3 separate regions of the Mus musculus genome follow, and regions 1 and 2 are each linked to region 3. A link is a contact called in public HiChIP or PLAC-seq and promoter capture Hi-C data. All regions are on one chromosome and are shown on one strand. Each heading gives the region's core, a stretch centred on a gene start, on an enhancer-like site or on the middle of the called end of the contact. The rest is flanking DNA. Distances are from core to core; before and after follow the strand shown.

Region 1 (2,700 bases), core at 145-2,644, 120 kb before region 3:
TTCGAGGCCAGCCTGGTCTACAAAGTGAGTTCCAGGACAGCCAGGGCCATACAGAGAAACCCTGTCTCGAAAAAACCAAAAAAAAAAAAAAAAAAAAAAAGAAAGAAAGAAAGAAAGAAAGAAATCTGAACATACTAGGTACAGTCCCATTTTTTTTTTTTTTTAATATTTCCTATGGTAGGCCTGGCGGCGGGGGTGGGGTGGGGCTGCTAATACTGTTAACACTAACAGTTCCAGAGCCTTAACTGTGTGCCTGTCATCGTTCTACCTGCTTAATGTGCATTTATTTATTTAAATGACGAGAAAAGCATCAACTGCCTAGGAAAGAAAAAAAGTAGGTAGAAATTGCTTTTGTATTTCAACGAAGAGGTAACACTACAAAGTCGCCAGACACCTGAGTCAATTCTGGGTAGGCACAGTAGAAGCCTCGCATGGTCCACACTGATTATGGGGTATCTGCGGTAGGTTGGAGGCAGCAGAGATATCTACCGGTTAATTCCAGTGTAGGAGCAATACAACAGTGTGGCAATAGCAGCCAAGAGTGTGGGCAAGCATGGTAGCATGGGGAATGGGGGGGGGGGGAGGGAAAGCTATAGGTAGAGGGATATTATTAAATGCAATTTACAGGTTAAAAAATGGGCTTTGAAATGTAAAGATGTTTTGCAAGGGAATTGCGGCTACGAAAGGAAATAACGCGGGAAACAGGCTTTTACAACCTCCTATCCTGACAATCACTGAACTGTGCAAGAGAACCAACAACCTGTCTTCTTAAAATTAATGATAAAAAAATAAAATATGGCTGGAGTGATGACTCAGCGATAGGACATTAGCTCTTCCAGAGGAATGGGGTTTAATCCCCAGCAGTGGCAGCTCACAAATGTCTCTAACGCCAGTTCTAGGGGACCCAGCGTTCCTCTTCTGGCTTTTACGGGCACTGCTCACACACGGTACACAGACACACATGCAAGCAAAACACTCTACACATAAATTTTAAAGCTAAAACAAAAAATAACTACTAGAGGCTCTGGCCCAACTAAGCCTCCTGCAGTGACGGTCTCAGAGCGATACTGTCAATCAAAATTTTCTGTTCCGCACGCCATGTTGACTCCAGTGCGCAAGCGCACAACACGCCATCGTGTCGTTCCCACCACCCCCATCTCGCTCCGCCCAAATGCAGTGGTTTGCAGTGCGCATGCACTCACCGCGTCGTTATCCACGTCTCCGAGGCAGATGGCGTGCGGGAAGAGACTCCCGCTGAAATCCAGCGCCACGCGCTGCACATAACTAACCGACCTCATGGCACTCTGGAGGGCTGAGGTGCCGGGCCACTGCACCAAAACGACCCCCGAGCCCTCAGGACAGCCGTGCACGCGTGTCAGGCCACCGAACCGGAAGTCTACGTCACCGCTTAAGCCTTGAGTTCCGGCTTTCTTCCCCTAACCTTAGGGGAGGAGGCGGGCCTTCCGTGCCAGGAGCTGACTTGATACCTGGGGCTTGACCTTTTTCTCTGAGGGGGATTCAGACCATCCCTCGGGTCATAGTAATAGCCGTCATAATTAACAGCTTTGTTTTCCAACAATTTTTATGAAATTCCCTAATGGAGTTGTCAACGCAATGTAGTGGATTACAACCCACGTTAAAAAAAAAACAAAAACAAAACTTAAGGGGCCAAAAATAGAGCTCAGCAATTAAGAGCACTGGCTGCTTGCTCTTGTAGAGGACCCTGGGAAGATTCCTAGCCCCGACATGGTGCTCGCACCCATCCATCTGTAATTCCAGTTCTAAGAAGTCCGACGCCAGACAACCTCTTCTGGCTTCCCAGGCACCTAGGTGATGCACACATACACATGTAGCAGGAGAGCCACCACAAAGATTTTAAAAATATGAAAACAGACAAAGAGAAAAAGATCTAAGTAGTAAATCGTGTTATTTTGTTAAAGCCTTGTTTTGGGGATATATATATATATATATATATACCCTGGATTATAATGAAAAAATTATGCTGTGTACTTTATGGGCAGCAGTTTGAAAAATACCTATTGCAAAGCACACCTTACATGTATTATTTAATCAGCAAAATTATGTAAGCTTTATTGTTTCTTCAGGTGAGGAAACCATGTTCATCAAGATTGAGTAACTTTGCAGAAAGTGGTAGACGTGAGATTCAAACCAAGATGTCTGATGTAAAATGTTAGAGCTCTTTTGTCACTATTGCAGTTCCCATGGAAGTGAAGGCTGCTGGGATTCTGGACCCGAGGCATGATGTAGCCCCACCCCAGCACAAAGAGACCTGTTTCTAGTGGCCTTACTCTAGTTTAGGTGGGGCCATTATTCTCATGACTGGGGCTGCTTGGGATACTTTCCCTGATAAACCAGGTTCTGCCTTTCTTCTGAGATGTGATCAAGGCAACAGGAGTGTTAGTTAAACTACATGTGGTAGTGCTCGCCTGTAATTCTAGCACCTGGGAGGCAGAGGCAGGAGGATCAAGAGATCAGTATCAGCCTTGGCTGTGTAATTCTATGTCAGCTTTGGTTACATGAGACCCCATCTCCAACAAAAAGTCAATAAAAACAAAAGACACTCGATAGAAATTCCTGTAGTCCTGGCGCTAGGGACGCAGAGGCAGCAGTTCAGGATTATTGTCAATCACATGCAGTCTGAGGCCAGCCTGAAACACACTGAGACTCTCTTAAGGAGGA
Region 2 (2,700 bases), core at 73-2,572, 80 kb before region 3:
ATTCTAGTGCTGGGGGTGTGAAGAGACCTCATCTCAAAAAATAAGGTGGCGAGCAATAGAGAAATACGTTTGACATAACCTACGGCCTTTACATACATATATACATATATGAATATGCATGCTCACATACATAAGAACACACATACACTACACACACAGGTGACATCACATTGTTAACTGTCTGATCTGACAGAATCCCTGTCCTCTGGCTATGCCTGTGAGGAGCTATCTTAATTGGGTTAATTGAGATGGAAAGACCCATTCTAAAACTAGATGGTACTATTTCTTGGTTTGGGGTTCCCAAACGGAAGCCAGTGTTTACTAATTATGAGTGCTTCCTTAAATGTCAAGCAGAATGGTCATTCCAGAAGGTTCTGGAAGCATCAGTCACAAGGAGACTATTTAGTTCCTCAAGAGCTTTCTGGAGTCCGTGAAGGCTCATGGTTCTGCACTTCAGGACATCAGCTGTTAAAGGCTAGGCTCAAAAGAGGCAGGTGTGCCACCCCTCCTTCCCCCAATCAGAAGGTCTCAAAGATAGGTTTCAGTTTCTGAGATAGCTGGACATAGGAAAAAAAATTAGTAACTTTTTGTTTGTTTGCTTGTTTGTTTTTTGTTTTTGTTTTTGTTTTTTTCGAGACAGGGTTTCTCTGGCTGACCTGGAACTCACTCTGTAGATCAGGCTAGCCTCGAACTCAGAAATTCACCTACCTCTGCCTTCCAAGTGCTGGGATTAAAGGCGTGCACCACTGTTTTTTTGAAACAGGGTTTGTCTGTGTAAAATAGCCTTGGCTGTCCCAGACTCGCTTTGTAGACCAGAATGGCCTTGAATTCACAGAGGTCTGCCTGTCTCTGCATCCTGAGTGCTGAGATTAAAGGGGTGCACCACGATGCCCAGTGAATTAGTGACATTTCAGAACCCCTGTTCCCCCTCCCTTGTCCCCTTCTCTGCCTTCCCTCCTCGTTTCTGCCTTCTCTCTTCCATTTTTGCTTTCTCTTTCAGCCTCTCCTTTTTCTCTTGGCCATCCAGCTTTCCAGGACTTCTGCTTCTCAATCTTTTCCTGATCGTCGTTTCCCTTTGTCTCATGTGGTCATATAAAGTACGTGGGTGGGTAGCAGAGGCTTCGTGGAAACCTAGTGGAGTAAGATGGCTACCCGCGGGGGGGGGGGGGGGGAGGGGGGGGTTGAGCCGCAAGCCGCAGGGGCCGGTCCAAGAGCTGTCCGTGGTGCTGAATAGCGACTCTGGCTCAGGTGCTGAGGTCAGGAGCTGTCTATGTGAGGCTGGGGTGGCTTGGACTGCCAACTGAGCTCCATTCCTCTCACCAGCACCAGGTGGCACCTGAGGGCCATTGCCAAAGGGAAGAAGCATTCCTCGAGGGTTGCTCTGTTGCTGGTGCCCTCCTTCAGTACATATTCCCTCCTCCCTCTGCTAGGGTGTCCTAAGCAGGAGACACAATTGAATTGGGGGAAGAGGAAATGGGGAAGTAAAGGGGTGTAAGGATGTGCTGACTTGAGCAAGAATGGCCTCCATAGGCTCATAAATTTGTACGCTTGGTCTCCAGTTGGTGGAGCCGTTTTGGAAGGATTAGGAGGTAAGTCACTGATTGGGGGTGGGCTTTGAAGTTTCAAAAGCCCATGCTATTTCCAGAGAGCTCTCTTTCTCCTTCTCTCTGCCTCTCTGTCTGTGTCTGTCTCTATGTCGTTCTGTCTCTCTGTGTCTGTCTGTCTGTTTCTGCCTCATAGTTGCTGTCTCAACATGTAAGCCCTCAGCTACTGCTTAAGTGCCAAAGCAGCCTGCATGCTGTCATGCTCTCCACCATGATGGTGATGGAATCCCCTACGAAACTCTAAGCAGGCCCACAATTACATTTTTTGAAAAGTTAATTTCCTTGGTCATGGCGTCTCTTTGCAACAATACAAAGATAGCTAAGACAGAGGAGGTAAGGAGAAATCACAGAGGATGGAAGTGAAGAGAATTAGAGCTGGGAGAGGATGTCTGTATCGAGGAGACTCTGACAATGAAGAAGGCTCTGTGGATGTTGGAGCAGAAAGGATGAACCCAAGATTGTCTTAGTAGAGAAGAAATAGACTTTGTGTGATTAGGGATGTTAGGAACTGGTACGGTTTAAAGGAGACAACACTGGCAGGAAGTTGGGGGCGAAGATTAAACTGAAGAAGAGAGCACTGTTGAAGGATTTACATTTGGGAAACTGCATAGTAAACTGGTTTAAATGGATAGTGAGATATGAGAAAGCCAGGCTTGGTCAAGAGGCTTCAAAAGGCTGGGTCCAGCAGCAGGACCAGGTAGAGGGTCCGAGAGTCTAAAGCTGAGGGGCAGGAGAGTTGTGAACAGACCCTGGAGCTGGAGACAGGAAGGCAAATGGTGGGAGATAGCACTACCCAGGCAGAGAACCTCCCTCTTCTGGTGCAGTGGGAGCCAAAGCAAGAGTGGCTCACCCGAGGAAACTCTGTTCTGATTTGAAAGGGCACCTTTCTTCCGAATCCCTTAGTACACATGCCAGTAACCCACCAGATCCACAGAGGACTCTGTCCTGGCTTGAGGACTGGGTCTGGCTAGAATTCTTTTCTCCAACTTAACAGCATATCTGTGTACAGGGTGGTTGGTGATCATGAGTGGTTGGTGACCAATGGCCAGGGAAGACTGCTAGGAAACTGTTCTTTAGAGGTAACATTTCTTTAAAT
Region 3 (2,700 bases), core at 185-2,684:
GAGTTGCTTTTGAGTTTGGGTCAGGCTATAATAGGCAAGAGTGGCCTCAAATGTCATGATCCTTTTGCCATGGTGTCCTGAACACCAGAATTACCACTAATACTGGTGTGTGCCATCATTCCTGCTAGAGCAGATGTTCATAATCTGAAGTTCCTGGCTGCACTTCAGGGAACGTATAAATAGCCTAGATCATATGAAAAACTGAGTTTTCTCAAGAGTGTATCCAACCTGGTGGGGACCTCAATTCTATCCATCAAAAGTATCAGTGAATCAAAAGAATTTTGAACATCGTCAGTTTAAAGGATGGTAATGAATTAAATGTTGTCCTGGTATCTTATCCTGTCTAAGGATTTCATCCTGATTCTAGGATCTCTCTAAGGTGCATCCAGCAGAGGGAGGCCAGAGATGATGAGAATCCATACGCTGGCATTGAGTCCAACTTCAAGGAACACCCCGACGACGTACGCAGTGAGCGCAATATCTTCCTGGTCACCCTCACGGCCCTGAAAACAAAGGAACAGGTCAGGAGAGCAGACCACGGTACAACAGCCGTGTTCCTGGACTGAGACTAACTAGGGGAAAGTGCTTGAGCAAACAACCTTAGTCACAAAAACACTTTAACATATACTGTTCAAAGTAGGTAAATAGTAGTCATGCTATCTGGTGAGACCCATTAAATTCAAGTTTAAGTATACGTATGTTGTGCATAGTATTCTGTGGCCTGGTGTTTGGCTTGCATTCTAAGCAGTCCACGTAGATGTTTTGGCATTAATCTGAACAAAGCAAAGAAACACTTTGCTGATGGGTGAGACAGAAGGGAGATGAAAGACCTAGGTGGTTGTCGAGGGGTTGGAATGTTGCAGGTCCAGAGCTAGTTCAACCGTCTTTAACCTCCTAAGTTCCTTGTTCCCCTCTGTGACTAACAGACAAAACCTTTGGGAATGTATTAATTTCACAAATCCCTAGTTTCCACTGATAAAAGGCTAAGAGTGTCATCAAATAGCTTCTGAGTCTCATGCTTTGCTGTGACAGCCTACTTAGTGGTAATCAATGTATTTGAAAAGTTCACAGAGTTATGACTTTCTTTGTTCTGGTACTTAAAAAGAAATCTTAACAAAAAAAAAAATTGCAACATGGAATTTGGAGTGACCTAAATCTGTGTTCCTGGACCATGATCTCTCATGCTTGGCTTCAGAATAAATTATCTCCTATTTTCTATCTGAGACCTTGATTTGAACCTCAGGAATAAGACGTGGAAAGAAATTCCTCAGACACTCAACTCTGCCTCCCTTCCATGTATTGTCTAACTCCGAATTCCCAGGTGCTTTCTCTCTCTACTTAGTCCCTTTCCCTTCCTCCTCCCAGTTTAATAACTGCAGAAGCCACACTCAACAAAAGACATATGCAGGCTCTGGTTAAACATTCACGAAGCAGGACAAATGTTCACGGAGAGGACACACGTGACACACACAAGAGAGACCTGTGACTACGGCTGACTCAGAAGGTGTGGCATCCCCAAGGATGATGCATTCCAGAGGAGGGAAGGCAGCAGAGGCTGAGCAGAGAAACTGGGGAAGAAAGCCTCCTTGGGAGTCCCGTACCTCCTGAGCCGTGTCGACATGCTTCTCGTCCCTTCTAAAGCATCCATTTGATTTCTGTTTCTTTACAAGCCAGATTAACGTCTGTTTGGGGACTGTCTCTTCGATGAAAATATATTCCTTCATTTTCTCAACTGTCTTGAAAGAAAGGGCACTGAGCCTGTAATGGGACCAACAAAGCAAATGTTAGAGTGAAGATGTCACCACGCCACAGGTTCACCAGCACTGTTCCCTTTGGTAAAGCATTCATACTTGTCTAATGTTGACACTTAACTAGTCTTGATTGACAGTGGCTCTTTTATTGGGGTCAATAAAATATGGTGAACAGCAAATCTGTAGAAAATAGAGCAGGTGGATTTTGGCCACTCAAAGGTCTGGCAGTATAGTCCATTTGATTACACATGCCCAGAAACAGGACTGGTATGGTCTAGAACTAGGATACTATGGGGCCTTCTAGTTCCCCTTTCCAGTATCTAAATGAGACTGAGAGGTACAGAGTAAGATGTGACACTTGCCATGGAGCTCATACGCTGTGTCATCACAGAAAGCTGTCACTAAGTGATCAGACAGCCAAGCAAGTTTGTGAGACGATGGGGATATTGCTGCATCAGGCTATTGGTAGTGAGTGTTTGCAGTGGGTTTTATTCTCAAAACCCGCTTGGCTGGGAAACCCCTCCCTGAGCCCTGGCTTCTCTCAGCTTCTTGCTAGTCCTGTTTAGAAAATAACTTATATTATTGAAAACAAAGGGCTTTCTCCTCAATTTCTTTCTTTCTTTTTCTTCCTTATTTCTATTTTTAAATTCACGTACATCCCGATCACAGCTCCCCTCGCTCCTCTCCTCCCAGTCTCATCCTTACAAACCCCTCCCCCCATTGCTCTCTCTCCTTCTCCTTGGAGAACCCCCTCCCATTGGGGAAAATAAAGTTTTAATTGCTCACCATGTGCTCCCTTCCTGGTTGCTCTGGCAGAACACATCGTAGGACCCATCATAGTTTTTGAAAGACAAGTGATTTTGGTAACCTAAAACACAACAGAGCAGGAAGCTGTGTCTTAGCCTGGGAGAGAAGGAGAAGCCTGAAACACACTGGGTGAATACAAGAC

The links. HiChIP or PLAC-seq counts read pairs in DNA pulled down with a chosen protein or histone mark. Capture Hi-C pulls out chosen DNA fragments and counts their contacts.
Region 1: an HNF4G HiChIP or PLAC-seq map of pancreatic cancer cells shows a contact between it and region 3. The contact joins the promoter of Itfg2 here to the enhancer-like site in region 3. A contact is called at or near these places in 2 of 115 datasets of contacts at active chromatin or transcription factors (embryonic stem cells and pancreatic cancer cells) and 1 of 9 other capture datasets (adipose tissue).
Region 2: a contact with region 3 is called in a promoter capture Hi-C map of pancreatic islet. The contact joins two enhancer-like sites. A contact is called at or near these places in 2 of 9 other capture datasets (liver and pancreatic islet).

Annotation. Positions count from the first base shown.
Region 1 is chr6:128,423,516-128,426,215 of GRCm38.p6, forward strand. It overlaps Itfg2 (integrin alpha FG-GAP repeat containing 2), which reads right to left and starts at 1,395. Exons shown (of 12, transcript NM_133927.1): 1 at 1,203-1,395. The coding sequence starts at 1,298.
Region 2 is chr6:128,468,394-128,471,093 of GRCm38.p6, forward strand. The region is part of intron 2 of Gm10069 (predicted gene 10069); the gene reads left to right. Among named protein-coding and RNA genes, the nearest start is that of Gm10069, 31 kb to the left of the region's middle. Within about 2 kb of position 1,323, at least 12 of the 459 cell types and tissues checked have an H3K27ac peak or open chromatin away from gene starts, as enhancers often do. A contact at or near this core is called in pancreatic islet, where this site is marked.
Region 3 is chr6:128,548,182-128,550,881 of GRCm38.p6, forward strand. A2ml1 (alpha-2-macroglobulin like 1) reads right to left here. Exons shown (of 36, transcript NM_001001179.3): 25 at 2,538-2,619; 26 at 1,602-1,758; 27 at 423-503. Among named protein-coding and RNA genes, the nearest start is that of Pzp, 23 kb to the left of the region's middle. Within about 2 kb of position 1,435, at least 30 of the 459 cell types and tissues checked have an H3K27ac peak or open chromatin away from gene starts, as enhancers often do. A contact at or near this core is called in pancreatic cancer cells and pancreatic islet, where this site is marked.